Regions from separate parts of the Anas platyrhynchos genome. Here region 2 is linked to region 1. A link is a contact called in public Hi-C data. All regions are on one chromosome and are shown on one strand. The core of a region is the stretch at or near the end of the contact, and the rest is flanking DNA. Distances in the headings are between cores, read along the strand shown.

Region 1 (7,647 bases), core at 2,262-4,761:
AGATATCTTTATGCAATGAGACCCTGAGCATATCCGTGATCTTTCAGAGAGCCTGGCCAAGCTGGCCACAATACAGTAGGGTACCTGCAGCACTATGAGGTTCCTGTTGGTAGTCAAGTGAATAAGGCCATAAAAGCAGCAATGTTGGTCCTGTCCATTCAGACATGAAACCAATTTGTAGGAAAAGACCCTAGCTAACGTTCTACTTTCAGGACACCAAAAGAATTTGCCAAAAGGTGAAAAATGAGCTAAAGGACAAAAAACAGTGGAGCAAACCTGAAGGTTGCTGAGATAAAAAAGAAGACTGGCATCTGTCTCTTAGACAAAAGGAGGTGAAGAATGTGTGAAAGAGGCAAAAAAAGGCAAGGACAATGGCCTAAGACTATGCAGGGCAGAAGGCAGTCATGAAGATCCTATGTTCCACTTAGAATAAGAAACACAAATGCCAAATGAAAAAGGAAGCTGCCAGTTTTCTACTCCATGCAAAAATAGATTTTCAATTAAATGGTGTGTTCAACAAACCGTCTGTGTTCTTTCTGAAACAATTTACAGTTATAGTAAAATAAATTTTTAAAAAAAAAACAAAAAGACAATAGACCTTGCACCCACAGGAGTTCCAAAAAGAAGTTATGACTTTCCAGGAAAAAGTCTGCAAAATTCCTTCCCAGATTTCAAAAATACAAGTACAAGTGTCTTACATTATAACTTTTCATGCGAAGCAACAGCATATAACATTACCTCAATTTAATAATATATTTCACATTAATAATTACTTATTAATTACTTGACAATTATTCTTACTGACCTCCACTGGGAAAGGAATGGAAAAGGATGCAAAAACGGCAGTGAGCCACACCCAAGCCACAAGTTAACTGAAGCGACCACGGCATTGTTCTGTTTGAATGACATGCCTGATATCCAGAACATTCCCACTCACTGGATCTTCTCCCTTAACCTTCTTAACAATTTTGCATCTGGAACATTCTGTATTATAACAAATGGAAAGGTTTTTTTGTTTGTTTTTTTTGTTTGTTTTTTTCCTTCCTAAAGCTGTCACAGAGCTTAATGAAGCCTATTGGATAGAATCACTGCTTGGATTCAGAATTAATAAGCGCATCTCATGCTGGAAAGCTTTGTGTGTGCATTTTACTAGAGGGTATATCATTAAGCTTGTGTGTTATTCGTATAAAATGTAGGCTGACAAGAATTGCAGTGGAGGGGAGAAAGAAAAAAAAAAGTCTAGATTTATATGTAATAACTTTTTAGTGATGGCACAAAAAAAAAAAAAAAAAAAAAAAACTACAATCCTTCAGATAATAGAAATAATCCTAAAGCATATATATTCAAAATTGTTCCATAATTTTTGTTGTATTTCCTGTTTTTTGTTTTCTTCCCCTAGGACCTAAGTTACTAGTTACCATTTATTATGTCTTCCTCTTTTTAAGATAAAGACATGAAATTGTTATTCAACCTTTTAAAAGTAGTAGTAGATACCTCCCATGAGGATGAATGTTCCTTATTTTCGCAAAGGTACAACTATCCTGAACCTCTGACCAAGAATTCCCATGAGTCCAGGCAGTCCATATATTTTCTGATATCTGCATGGTCCAACTGAATTTTATTCTAAGTGTTAAACTACAGAGCAAAATACATTGTATGTATCCCACTGGTGCTGAGAGCACTGCACCTTAACAGCACGGAGCCTGCTAGGGGTGAGTTTACCCTTCTTCTCAGTAGAGTTAACGAGCACAAACAAAGTCACACAAGGATTGTGCCATGTGTGTTAGTGATGGTCTGAATGAAGCCCCAGCTGTTAGATAGAAGTCAACTATTTTTATGACCTCAGGAGTTGCCACTAACATGACTGATTAAAACCAATTAAATCAATTAGACTGGTTAAAATAGAAGTGTGAAACTGATGGTCTGCAGATTTCTCCATCCAGTCCTCTAACCCTGGGCTGGGGTGATCAAACATGTGACTAACTGGCTTCAGCCAATTTTGGAAAGTCTAGGAAGGAACTGGAGCCTGGATGGGTAGAGGTGAATGTACCTGCTAGGTATGGGCTACAGCATAGCCCATACTCCTCCACCCCTCAACACCCTCCACTCCTGCTGCAGAGCTGTGGCTGCTCTTGTAGCTGCCTTGGCCAAGAGGCAGTAGCTTTCCTGCTGTTTCCTGTGCACTGAGTACACCAGCAGTACACACATCCCTCTGCCTGTCCACAGGGAAGCATCTCCTTCACTGCTGCCTGTTGCTGTTCCCTCTCCTCCCTGTTCTCCTGGGGAGAGCAAGGAGGCTCTGAAAGGGCATCCCTTGAGAATGAAGAAGAGAACTTAGAAGACTGAAATTAGGAGGAGGAAGCAGGAAATGAGAGAATACCCAGTGCCAAGGGCAGCCAAGCTCACCATCTACCCTGTCTCCCTTCAACCTTGTTCAAACTATTGTGTGTTTTTCTACGTAATCCCACTGCCAAAATAACTAGAATCAGCCTTCCGACTAATAATGTATTTCTTGCAGGATTTCTTTGCAGGTGTAGTTATTGCCTTCTGCTTTTTTTTTTTTTTTTTTTTTTAAGCAGCTGTATAGTACATTTTTATGCAAAGGCACAGATTTTTAACATCCTTGTATAAGTGCCTACATCTAGTCATAAGCTTCATTGAGATACTATTGTTCATTCTTTTGCAGTCAGTTCATGCAAAGACAGCAGCAGACTAATAATGATGTTGGCACCACTGTGGTATGTTCTCAATGCATATTTTTAATCTAATGAATTCTATTCCACTGCCAGTTATAAGCAGTATTACATGTAGCATCTTAAAAAGCAAATAAATATTATGAAAGATACTTGTCCTCGGGATCTGTCATAATCCAGTGCTCAGTGTAGGTAGGCATATAGATCTATGATAAGCCCCTACTTTCTTTAAGATGAAAGAAAGGGAAAAGCGCCCCTGTTCAAAATGCTTGTGCTGATCTGTAAGGCAGTTTGAGCCATCTGAGCTCAAAGAGAGTAAATCTTGCTAGTGGTGTTCCAGCTGTACTGATAATTATATCCCCACTCTTCATCTAAAGCTGAGTGCCAACTAAACTTAGTGCAAGACTACTGGGGATTGAAATACACTTGAATATGTACCCTACAATGTATATACCTAGAGGAGCTTTTAAATTTTTTGCATTAAATCTTTTTGCATAAAATCATTTTGCATAAAACCTTTTGCATTAAATACTATCTTTTTGAGCAGAAAGTATGGTTCTGCATTAGTTTAGCTTCTGGGCTAGCCTTTTAGCTCCCAACTGGAAGGCCTTTTTAAAGGCTCTCCCAGGCATCCCCACTTACTGTACATCACAAAGCTGTCTCAGAGTACTTGGATGGGATTCATTCTGAATGAAAACAAATGAGAGAGTTGCCTTCCAGCAGTGACTTAGTGTGACCCTGTTGCTAAGAGGAAGCCACTCCTTGGGACCACACTGCAGCCAGTCTGAAGTAACACCCTGGAAACAATGGCATGAAGCTAGAAACCTCAGTACTGACTCATTCACCTTACAAATCTGTTGAGCCACACTGAGAAACTGCATAGGCCTAAACAAGGAAGACTATTTGTACTAAGACTAACAAATAGAAAGGCTAGTAGATGGGATGAGGTTCAACATGGCTAATTGCCAGGTCCTGCGCTTTGGTCACAACAACTCCATGCAAAGCTACAGGCTTGGGGCAGAGAGGCTGGAAAGCTGTGCAGAGGAAAAGGATCTGGGGGTGTATATTGATGCTCACCTGAACACGAGCTGCCAGTGTGCCCAGGTGGCCGAGAAGGCCAACAGCATCCTGGCTTGTATCAGGAATAGTGTAGTCAGCAGGACCAGGGAGGTGATCATCCTCCTGTACTCTGCTCTGGTGAGGCCGCACCTCAAGTACTGTGTCCAGCTTTACTACAAGGACATTGAGGCCCTGGAACATGTCATACATGTCATACATACAGATACATACATGTATGTATTTTCAAGTTGTGTATTGGAGTATTAAAGTATTGGTCTTTCCATAGAATGAGAAAGGGAAAGTCACACTTCCAGAGCTATAGCAGATTATCAATTTTCTGCTGTATCTGAGAAACCCTCACAATACTGCATTGGCCTCAATATGTCCTTATTATGGAAGCTACTGTGAAACCAAAAGGCAAAGACAAGTGATACTGGTGCATAAAGAACATTGGATAGTTTTGTGTGCCTCAGCAGTCCTGTGTTTTACAGAAGATATTAATTCATGAAAATACAGAAATACACTGAAGAGGTGAAGAAGACCAAGAGAGGCATAGTTTTATGTCAGAAGACGAAGTAGTTATTTTTTCCGTATACAAAAACATACATTTCAGGATGCCAATTCAAAAAAAAAAAAAAGTAAAGAGGAAAACGAAAATGCGAAAATGAAGGGCCTGGAAGAAAAAAAAATATATTTGCATGTAATGTTCTTATTCCTAATTAACAAAGACACCTTCACAACATCTATAAGACAGTGGGAATCGTTGAGCAGAGTGCCACAGAGCTTGGTTCATCGTGGTGCTGCAGCGAGCAGGCCAGCAGCAGATGGAGCTCTCTGCCTGCTTTTGAAATGCGTTTTTCAAGCTTCATTTTGCCTATTTGAACATTTTTTCATTCGTTTCAGTTTGCCTGATACACTGAACATTGTTAAAATGTACTTTTTTATTACAAGTTCATTAATCATTAATTAATATGGAGGAACCCCATGTATCTGTACTTATATAGTACCAATGGTTTCATGCTAAATTTTGTCCAAAGTTTAACCTAAATGACTTTGTATTTTAAAAGACTTGGTTGTTTTTTGTGTGTGTGTTTGTTTTTTGTGTTTTTTTTTTTTAATAGTTTTCAGTGAGGAGAATTTTAATTACAGTACTTGCTTGGTAATTATCAAGATCAAATGGCTTCTATCTTGTTTAAATTAATTAAAAAGAAGTCATATGTATGTTCAGTACGAGACAGCTGATAGAAGAGGTGGCAGTGTCCTTTTATGTGACAGTTTAGCCAGCATGAGTCCTGAGTTACAGGTGCACCAAAGTCTCATCAGCTGAATGTTTATCAACTGATTTACTTCCAAGCAAAATGCCTTATTTTCCCTTCTATTACATAGTACAAAGGGTCTGGAATGAGGAAGATAGGACAATATTTATCACAGTATCTGCAGATAGAACAGCATGCAGAAAAGAAGGGAATGAGTTGTGGGAGCAGGTAAGGGATAAATACAACGTAGCTTGGCTGTGATGCTCTTTACTATTGATATTTTCTGGAAATAACCAAGAGACATGGCTTTTGGCTTATGCTCACAAGGGTATTTAGGCTTTTTTTTTTTTCCCTGTTTATTTTTAATTAAAGTCATGGATTAGAGCCCAAGACCTCCCTCTTTATAAGGGGAGCTCAGGGTTTTGTTACTGAGTGCAGAGAGACTTCTTCAAGCTACTATATAGTATTTCTGGACTTGTTTCTGTAAAAAAAAAAAAAAAAAAAAAAAAAAAAGTGTATGAAGTCCCCTTCCTCTGAGAGTTTTTATGGCTTAATTAAATATTTAAAAGCACTTTAGCAGAACTCAGCTTAAAAAACCCTTTAAATGCCTGTTTATTCTTTATTACTTCAAAATAGATTGTGATTATTGTAAAGACTTCCAAGGAAAACCAAATTGTTTCATTTTTTTATTAAATTAATAATTTTACAACTGCAATGGCAAAAATCACGTATACATGGTTTTGCACTCCTGTAAGTAGTATTTACAATCTTACATTTAGAATCTAGTAGCAGAGTGTAAAATTAAGTGATTGTGTGCAGGTGGAGCAAGCTTACTGCTTCTTAAAGCTCCTTTTTTCCTCAGTAGCAAACAGGCTGTGGTCAATCTGTTTTAATACAAAGCCTGGGTGCCCTCAAGAGCAGAAGTGCTGGGAGCAGTATTGCATCAAGAATTTGAGGAAAATGGGAGGAGAAGCAGCAGGTATCTGGGAATAGGTAACAAACAGAAGTCATATAACCATCTCGGTAATAGACGTTTTACAGCTTATGCTGGAAAGGTCCCTTAGCTAACACTTCAGATGAAATTTGGAAAGAAATCTCAGACTCTCTGTTCTGACCTCCTGGGCAAAGGTCTGATTTAAAGAATTTGCAAAGAGCGGTAACTGGCAGAGAGGGGAAAATCCAGCTGTTAGGAACAGGCTGCCAAACTCTGCAGTGGGAAAAGGGTACAAAGAGAGCATGACTAGTAGGAAAATTGAGCTTTTCAGGCTAGAGAGACAGTTGTATGGATGCTGAAGCCAAACATAAAATTGAAACAGCTAATTCAGTCCCAGAAAGCCTATTTAAGTACTATTACACTAGACCCCCTAAAAAGAGTTAATTTTGAAAGTACCTGCTGTGGGGGGTTTTTGAGTTTGCAAAGCAAAACTTAAACAGCAAATGGTCATGAAATAGGATTAGGTATTTCTTCTTCCTATCACCATGCTTGTGCTCTTCATCTTCATCTGTTTATCTTTGGGGAATATGAGTTTCTGCAAAACAGTCTGCCTCCAAAAAAAGAGCTACACACTGCAACCAGCAGATGAACATCACATTAAAACAATTAATAAAAAAGTTCTTTCTTCCTCAGTGTTTTGCAGAAACATTGAGAAACTGCAGAAATCTTCATGTTATAGTTATATTTGCAGTTTTGGAGCAACAACACTTCACATTTACAATCTTTGAGTAGAAACATACAGTAGCAAATCCTTTAATCCTATCTTTCTCAGATTGTGTGCAATATATTACAATAGTATGCAGGTATTATAGCACTGGAAACATTTTCAGAGAAAAAAGACAGTCAATGCAAACAGGGATGAAAAATACAGCTGATTTAAAGACACTCAATCTGGAATATATATTTCCCAACCTAAGAACCTGTGATTAAAAGGTACAGGCAGTTTTTACATGAGTTACAGTACAGTTCTGCAAACACTGTGCTGTGACCACAGAAAAATTATATATATTATACAAATATATATAATAATATTTATATTATATATACTATGCTAATCTCAAACATATCTGTAAACATTTATATACTGAGTTTCAACTGACTTTTCCATTCATTACTGGGTAATCAACCAAGCTGTTTCTGTACATGAATTAAGACTATGCACCTATTTTTTTAAACCTTTATATATATCAACGAAGAGCCTGTGACAGACAGGGATGCTGCTCCAGAAAAACAAAGCAGCAGGACCCTTGCTCTTCTATGAGCATCTGGACTGAACTGTCATGTCTGTTGTGGTTTAACCCGGTCAGCAGCTAAACACTACACAGCCGTTCACTCACCCTCCCCCCTCCCTCTCTGGGATGGGGGAGAGAAATGGGAAAGTGAGGCCTGTGAGTTGAGATAAAGACAAATTATTAAGACAGGAAAATAATAATAATAATATGTACAAAACAAGTGATGCACAATACAATTGCTTACTACCCACTGACCGATGCCCAGCCTAACCCCAAGCAGTCCAGCCCTCCTCCTCTCCCCAGCTAGCCACCCCTATATATTGTTTAGCATGACATCAGATGGGATGGAATACCCCTTTAGCTAGTTTGGGTCAGCTGTTTTGGGTCTGTCCCCTCCCAGCTCTTGCTGCACC
Region 2 (7,647 bases), core at 2,605-5,104, 260 kb after region 1:
AGCTTTAAGTGGATTTTTTTTTTCAGCTCTTATGCCAAATATGCTCCTTCTACCCCATGTTATTAGTAATTCAAATAAGGAATTTGTGAAAATGTAAAGATTGGAGCATTTTTCATTGTGCAAAAGTAGTTTTTCCCTGATGGTAGTGCTGAATTCACCTTCTGGTCATGGTATACTGGAGGTTGATAAAGCATGCAAGTTTAAAAAAAAGAAGTGGGAGTATTCCAGGAGATGCCTCTCTTTTTTTTCTTATACTTTGAATTAGCTGATCCATATAGGCACTAAGGAGATTACAGGCAAGTAGAAATATGTAGAATTCTACTGAAGTCATATTCTGAACTTAAAAAAAAAAAAAGAGCTCCAATCATAGTGGAAATGGAAACATTTAATTATTAAACACTATTTAATATTTTACATATGTGAACTTGCAACTTCTGATATTCCAGCTTTTCTATCTAGCTTCATTAGTTTATCATATCTCATGAGTGTTTTTTTCATACCATCTGAAATACATAAGCCTACTTTTTAAAATTTTTCAGTTCGGAAATTTGTAAAAAATATAATGGAACATGGCTATAAATTCCCAATATTTCTGAGACCCTGTTGTTGGCTTCAAACATTTGTCATGTATGCTTTGAGATGTCTTTAGCCCATCTTTCAGTACCCTTTGAACTTCTGTCACAAGTCATGTGGTCTCTTGTTTCTTCAGAAAGTCTTGTGTCAGAAGGTGCTGTGCATTAGAAAAGTCAAAGTAGCAACAGCAACAAATGACTTTCTTTGCCTATAGTATTAATAAAGCACAAAAAATATTGTGGGAAACGAAACATATAGCTGGTAAGACAAATTTTGATGAAAAGACCTTTTGAAGTAATGCATTTGCCATTTAATAAAGCTGCAGTGCAGCCTGAGACACAGCAGAAGCCTTTAGAAGTGTGTCTCATACAAGATCAACATCTTCGTTAGGGGAAGGAAAAATGCCGGAAAAAAATAACCTGAGAGCGACCACCTTTTCAGTTTCCTTTTTTTTTTTTTTTTTTGTAAAGGTGGTGTCATTGCTAATCTCTGAAGAGAGCAGAGATCTTTATGAGAAATCATAAAGTATTTTTGTTGGTGCAAAGCTACTGCTTGGCTAAATTCTAGCAGTATAGAAAGCAAGGAGAACAGGTTGGTGGGAGGAGAGGTTGGTTTCTCAGTTTTTCTTTGTTTTCCCTAGGCCTGTGCAGTTGGTCAGCTTTGGCTAATAAACCCTTTTGGCACCCCGAGGTGCACCAAGGTCTGCTTTCATGGGGCACTAGCTCTGCATCGGGGCAGAGAGCATCTAGTATTAAAACAATCTGACCTTTGTGGGAGCTGTTGCAGGGTGACGACTCTTACAACTTGCTTTGTGCATCCTTCCAGGACCCTGGCGTATTGCCAGTGGGTGGAAAACCTTCATGAGACGCAGAAGATGATTTCAGTGTACGGCCCCCTCAGTGACCTGCTGAAGTGGATTCTCTGCCACCTGACCAAGGGGATCGTGAAGCGGGAGATGTACGGCCACGGCATCGGCCGCTTCTCGGAGGAGGAGATGTACACGCTGATGGAGAAGGACATGCGGACTCTAGCGAGCCTCCTGGGTAACGTACAGCAAACGATTCGCCTTCTGCTTGAGCACAGCCCGCGGGGTGAGGTCACCCATGTGTGGCAGCCTGCTCGCACCCACAGATGAGCTTGCTTCTGTCAGTAGGTGGAGGCCATGCTGCCCTCAGCGCCACCTTCACTCCCAAGGGGACGGGGCTTCTTTCCTCGCTGTTTGTCACCAAATTGCTTCTCTAGAGGAGTAGGCAGGTTGCTTCTCTGTGCATCGTCTGTATCTAAAGGAGCAGAATGTGGCCTGTGGCTTTGGATGAACGCTTTGTTGTGTGAATTCAGGACATCGTAGTGTTCATTTTGTCAAACGTAACCTCTTACTTATTTTGGGGAATCTCTTTTCCTAGTGGGACTCGTTACCATGTGATAGATTATTGTGAGGCTGCCATTCGAAAGTCCTTTGCAGGTGGTACATTGGTGAGCCGGACTTTGCTGTATTTGGTTGGTGTGAGCAGCTTTATTCAAAGCTGTAGGTAGGAGGTGGTTTGTCAAAATGGATGGGTTCAGGTGTGCTGGTTGTCATGGGTGGATGCTGTGCACAGGTAGTCTTAAGGTTGCCCTCACTCAGCTAGAACCACAGGAGCCTCATTTCAGTTGTGTAGCTCAGGCTGAAGTCTGAACTGGAGCTGTCTGCACTGAGCTTCTGGGCTGCAATCTGCTGAGAGCTGATTGCGTTGTGATCCCCGTTATGGTCCTCTGGAGAAGCTGAGCAGCAGGTGGCCCTGCTGGGAGGAACTTCTTCAGCCGAAACCTTTTCCTGGTATAGCTGTTACCATGTTTGCCTCTCTGTAATTGCTTTTGGGTCTGTTCCTGGATTTATTTGTATCGTTTTGACTCTGGAGCCTATAGTGATGCTCAAGTTCATAGTTTGGAGTTCAGCTGGGTCTCTGAATCATCCAGTCGGGTCTCTACGAATGGGTTGCTGTCCTGAGGCATCTCACTTCTGGTTGAAGCGGGTCTTTCCAAAAGGCATCCAGCTTTAATCAGAAGATTTCAGGAGGTGGAAATGCCACTGTGTTCATCAGTAATTGGTGGCAGGTGTTGATCATCACCAAAAGCTGTCCAGTTTCAGTTCAGAGCTTGCCCGGTCTCAGCCTTCAGGCAGCCTCTCCTTGTGAAGATAAATGCTGTAATCAAACCATTAATCTCGCTTTTGGTTTTGATGGGAAAAATGGCTGAAAATCCTCAAGCTTCTCTCTAAGGTGTTTTCTTCAAATCTTGCAAAAAAATGTGCCTTTTTTTTCCCCTCTGCATTCTCTCCGCCTCCCACACTCTCTGGACAGACCTCCCCGCGGCTCCTACACCTCCGCATGTGCCTGCATGCTGCGTGCTGCTCGTGGCCCCGTTTGCCAGCCCTGCGACTGCCCTTCGTTTTTTTGCCACCACGCTGCTTTCTTTTTGCGTGGTGCATGTGCTCCCAGCAGGGCCTTGCCGCCCAGTTCCAGGTTATTGATGGGAACATCGTGTCTGCCTGGGTTTTGTACAGCCTCCATGGGCACCCGCTATGTTATTGTTACTTTACTACATTATCAGCTGAATATTGTACTTTTTTTTTTCCCCATTAGTCAGTCAGATTAGTCAGTGTACAGTCATTATATTTGACCTTTGGATTATCTGGATAACCGTGGCCGAGCTGGGGAGAGTTAGCTCTGTTTTGCTACCACATCTGGCTTGCTGTAGGAAGTTACCATTATTCCTTATTCCTGAGCACTGCTTTGCTACGTTGTAGTACAGGGGGATAGCAGATTATGTTGTGCTGTACTTCAGAATTTGCTGTATTTCACCGCTGGACAGTTTTTCTAAGCTCGCTCAATAACCCTAACATTTAATAACCTGCTGAATTACAGGCAGCTTGTGTTGTACAAGGGAAGAATGTCCTGGGGAGATGGGATAACTGGATTTGGAAAATTCAATTATGGGCAGCATTTCACACTTTATAGCACATTGGGCCAAGGCAGGGCCAAGGCAGCCATCTAACCTGACCCCCTGAAATGCCTCATGTCTCACTTGTGTGCCCTGCTTGCTGCCTGTGCTGCGGGGCTAATGCCTGAGCTGAGGCAGCAAGCTGGTACTGGATCATCCTTTTGTGAATGGCCTCCTTGAAAGAGGATTTTCTTCCCTGTCTTAGTTAGTTGCTGTCTGTGTGTGCTCTGGTAGCTGCACAGGACCATCACGACGGCCGGGTGCCCAGAGAGGTGTGCGGAGCAGGCACATCCTTCCTGCAGACCAGGGCAGTGCCACGTGGCTGCCATTCCCCCTGCCCATGCACCAGGAGTGCCGTGGCTGTGTCCCTGCTGGTCAGAAGGCAGTGCCGGGAGGTGGGGAAGGTGTGTGTGAGGAGGGCTGGTGGTCTGTTGAGCCCGCTGTCCGTGCTGTGGCTGAGTGTGAAATACCCCGCTCTCAGTTTGTGAAGCTGCGGCGGTGGCGTGGGGAGAGCCTGCTTTGCTGTTTGCTGTCTGTGGGGCTCCTGTCTCTGAAGTGAGGATGCTCCAGGACTCCTCCTGGTGCCTTCCACAAGCGTGTCGTGTTGGGATGGAGCTGGGGGCAGTGAGTGGGAAGAGCCTCGTGGCCGTCCTTGAAGCGGTGTCGCCTGGCGAGAGGTTCTTGGCAAACTCACTCCAAGCTCCAAGCTGTTTGCTCCTGCCCACGGCTGCTTTCTCCTCTATCTGCTGTGTCCTCATATGTCTCCTGCCTCTCCTGGAGATGCAGATCTGCTCTGAGCAGTCACAGTGAGTCTTAGCGATGCATCAGTGTCAGTCTGAACAAGCTGCACAAATGGATTTCACCTACTGAGGCCTGGGATCAGCTTTTGAACCCTAATCAATAGCAAATCTCTGTCTTTGAACTAAATGATTTTCTATAAAAATTGTGTTGAGGACATAACGGGAAAAATCCAGATTTTCACTGCCATTTCCCCAGTGAAACGTTTGCTGTTGTATTTACAGGTGACAAGAAGTACATTATGGGACCAAACCTTTCCACTGTTGATGCCACCGTTTTTGGGCATCTGGCCCAGGCAATGTGGACACTACCAGGGACCAGACCAGAGAGGCTAATCAAAGGTAAGAGGTTTTAAGTGATCTCCGACAAAGGGGAAAAAAACAAAACAGAACAAAGACTCTTGGTGGCATTTGCTGTGTTTAAACTTGGAGCACCTTGTAAGGTTATTTGAAGATTGCAGGGGCACTTAACTGCATTCTAGGCTGTTCTTGCCTTTGATGTAGCACTTATATCCTGCAATGTTGGTTTTTTTTTCCTTAAAATTCTTGTTTGTTTTCACTTTAATGTTCTGCATGGTGATTGTTTCTGTTCCTGTACTTGATCTTTTCCCTGTTTAACATAGCAAAGACCAAATGCCTCTATGGAATGAATGCTGGGTAAAGTATTAGAAGCCATGAGCCAAATTTTGCTGAACTGAGGAGTTTCCACTGACAGTAGAACTGCAAGCACTGTTGTCCCAGTGCAATTAGAGCCTTTGTTGCTACTAAGGATGCTGGGCAAGGAAAAGATTCCAGTCTGGCTTTGGAGTTTCTTTGTTTTTGCATGAATTGGAAACCAACATAGCTCCTCCTCCTGCCCCAACTTCTTTTTTCCTTTGTGGAGTGGCATATGCGTGTCAAAGTCTGGTGGGAGCATCTTGGCGTCACTATGCAGAATAAAGCCACACTGTGAAAAATGGAAAGAACGAAGGATGTGAAATAGCTGTGAAAGGAATGAATCTGATCTGTAGACCTACTCTGAGCAAGAGGTACCATTAAGGCAACAGTTTGGAGGCACAGACTTGCCTATTACTAGCACTTTGAGTGGAGGAAAAAATATACTTGAGATTTTTTATGAAGGACGTAGATAGAGTCCATATAATTCTTTCTCTTGATGTCTGAGGGGACAGATAGAATTCTAAAGGGTCCATGGGTTTCAAGAAAAATGATGTTTGAACTATTTTGTATCTAAGAGAAGGGAATGGTAAATTATATAAATGCCCAAGCAGCACGGATGATTCTCTGTACACATCCAGCTACTCATGCTGTGTTACATTATGAGTGCTGGTTCCATATACTCATACATAATCCCTCTAATATGCTGTTATTTCTTTGGTCGTTGAAGTTTCCTCATAAATTCTTCTCTTTAAGCATACGTATACATATAAACATAGAGCATAACATACTTCTGTGGGCTAGGAACATCAGAGGCGAGTTGTATAAAAACCAAACCCCTGAATTTACCTTGCAGACAACGCTGCCATCTGGTGGTGCAAGCCCAAAACATCCAAATTCACGAGATTTTAATAAATAAATTAATTGTAAATGTAGCATCAAGTCCTGACTTTAGAAACCATGCTTCTGCTAAATAAGCAAGAATTTTGACATGAAAATCTTACACTAATAGTGTCTTGTCTTGATTTATTTCTGTAGATATTGTATTTAGGTTAGGTATTCTGTTACATGCATTTATGTTCATTTCAGTGTAACCTTTCTTACTGCGTATGGGTTAATAGTGTGTGTTTTAAGTTATGTGAACAGCCACTGAGAGGATTGACTGGATCTTGCCATTTTGAAACAAGGTTCAGGTACCTCTTTGGAAAGAACCTGCACAATTTATTTCCAAACTATGCTAATATGTTCCTGCATCAGCCGGTGAGTTAAAGTGTTATTGACTGGATGTATTTACTGGAGTCTGTTGTGCTGTGTTGCAGGTGAACTGATTAACCTTGCTATGTATTGTGAAAGAATAAGGAGGAAATTCTGGCCAGAGTGGCACCATGATGATGATAACACTCTGTATGAATCCGAAGAAAGCAGTGAAGCAAGCAAGACTCACTCCCCTTTGCAGGACTTCAGTTTTTATTCAAGGACAGAAACATTTGATGAGGAAGGGAACAGTATTTCTCATACCCCTGACACAGATTACACTGGACACTCGCTCTTTGATTCGGATGTGGACATGGATGACTACAGAGATCACGAACAATGCAAATGATGTGTACAAGCATCTCCCGTTTTGCAGACAAGCTGTTTCTTGGGACCAGTCTGATTTCTTTTCTGCTCCAGGCTGGGAGGAGGTCTGTACCACCTCCAAGAGACCATTGTGCTTGACTTAGCTGTCACATGTTGGACTGGACTGTCTCAATCTTATTTCATTTTGTGTAACTGTTCAGATGGAACCAAGGTAAACAGTTATTTAAAACACTCATGGGCAAACTGGAGGTCCAGAGGGCAATGGGACCATTCAATCTACATTTTTGCTCTCACTGAAAAACAAATCCCACAGCTGGGTGGGAGAAGCATCCAGGTGGCAGAGCACTTGTAAGAGCTGGTTTGTGTTGATATCTTCACGGGATTGGGTTGAGGACGAAAGTGGAAGAGGCATTACTGGCACACTTTTCTCCTGTGGAAGAAAATGATTGATGCTGTGTTGATTTGGTGAAGTCTTGGAAGAATTTTACTTGATAGCTACCTGCATGCTGGGTGTACATGTTGTCACAGTGTCTGAGGTGAGAATGGATGCATTGGGTTTGCCCACTTGTGCGAAGTTTAACATCTACACCTGTGTTGCTTGGCCTTGACCGGTTGATTTTAAGTGGAGAGAAAGCATATGGAAATTACAGATGGTTCTGTCTTTGTAAACATGTGTGTAAAATCAATTATTTGCCTGCAAACGTTGGCGGTAGCCTGTTGAAAGTAGTTTAATCAGGGCTTTCTCAGTGAATTACAGTTCCATGAATCAGGACCCTTCAGCAAAAAAAAAATAATATTAAATGTCTATTCTGGGAATAGACAGGATGCAAATGCTTTAGGATGCTAATTGTTGGTAGGCTTGGTAGTCTGGAGCCTGAACTAGCTCCAGCTTTCAAAGGACATGTTCCTTTCATGGGCTGTGGAGTTTTTCCATCAGAGGAAAATGCTTGCTGTGGGGAACACCCAGCTAGCTGTGGCTCTGCAAGTGGAGGGACAAGTCTGCAGTCACTTGCCATGCCTGGGAGCTGCTGCAGTTTGTCTGAGGTGTGCGTGAACTGGCATC

What was found. Hi-C and Micro-C count contacts between places; a contact is called where the count stands out from the background.
Region 2: a Hi-C map of liver shows a contact between it and region 1, with 9 times the contacts expected there. The contact joins two enhancer-like sites. A contact is called at or near these places in 3 of 8 Hi-C or Micro-C datasets (F1 follicle, liver and subcutaneous adipose tissue).

What each region holds. Positions count from the first base shown.
Region 1 is chr3:77,813,135-77,820,781 of IASCAAS_PekinDuck_T2T, forward strand. No RefSeq gene overlaps it. Among named protein-coding and RNA genes, the nearest start is that of MCHR2, 85 kb to the left of the region's middle. Within about 2 kb of position 3,512, at least 2 of the 8 cell types and tissues checked have an H3K27ac peak or open chromatin away from gene starts, as enhancers often do.
Region 2 is chr3:78,071,922-78,079,568 of IASCAAS_PekinDuck_T2T, forward strand. FAXC (failed axon connections homolog, metaxin like GST domain containing) reads left to right here. Exons shown (of 6, transcript XM_072036170.1): 4 at 1,399-1,616; 5 at 4,575-4,691; 6 at 6,323-7,647. The coding sequence ends at 6,606. Among named protein-coding and RNA genes, the nearest start is that of FAXC, 15 kb to the left of the region's middle. Within about 2 kb of position 3,855, at least 4 of the 8 cell types and tissues checked have an H3K27ac peak or open chromatin away from gene starts, as enhancers often do.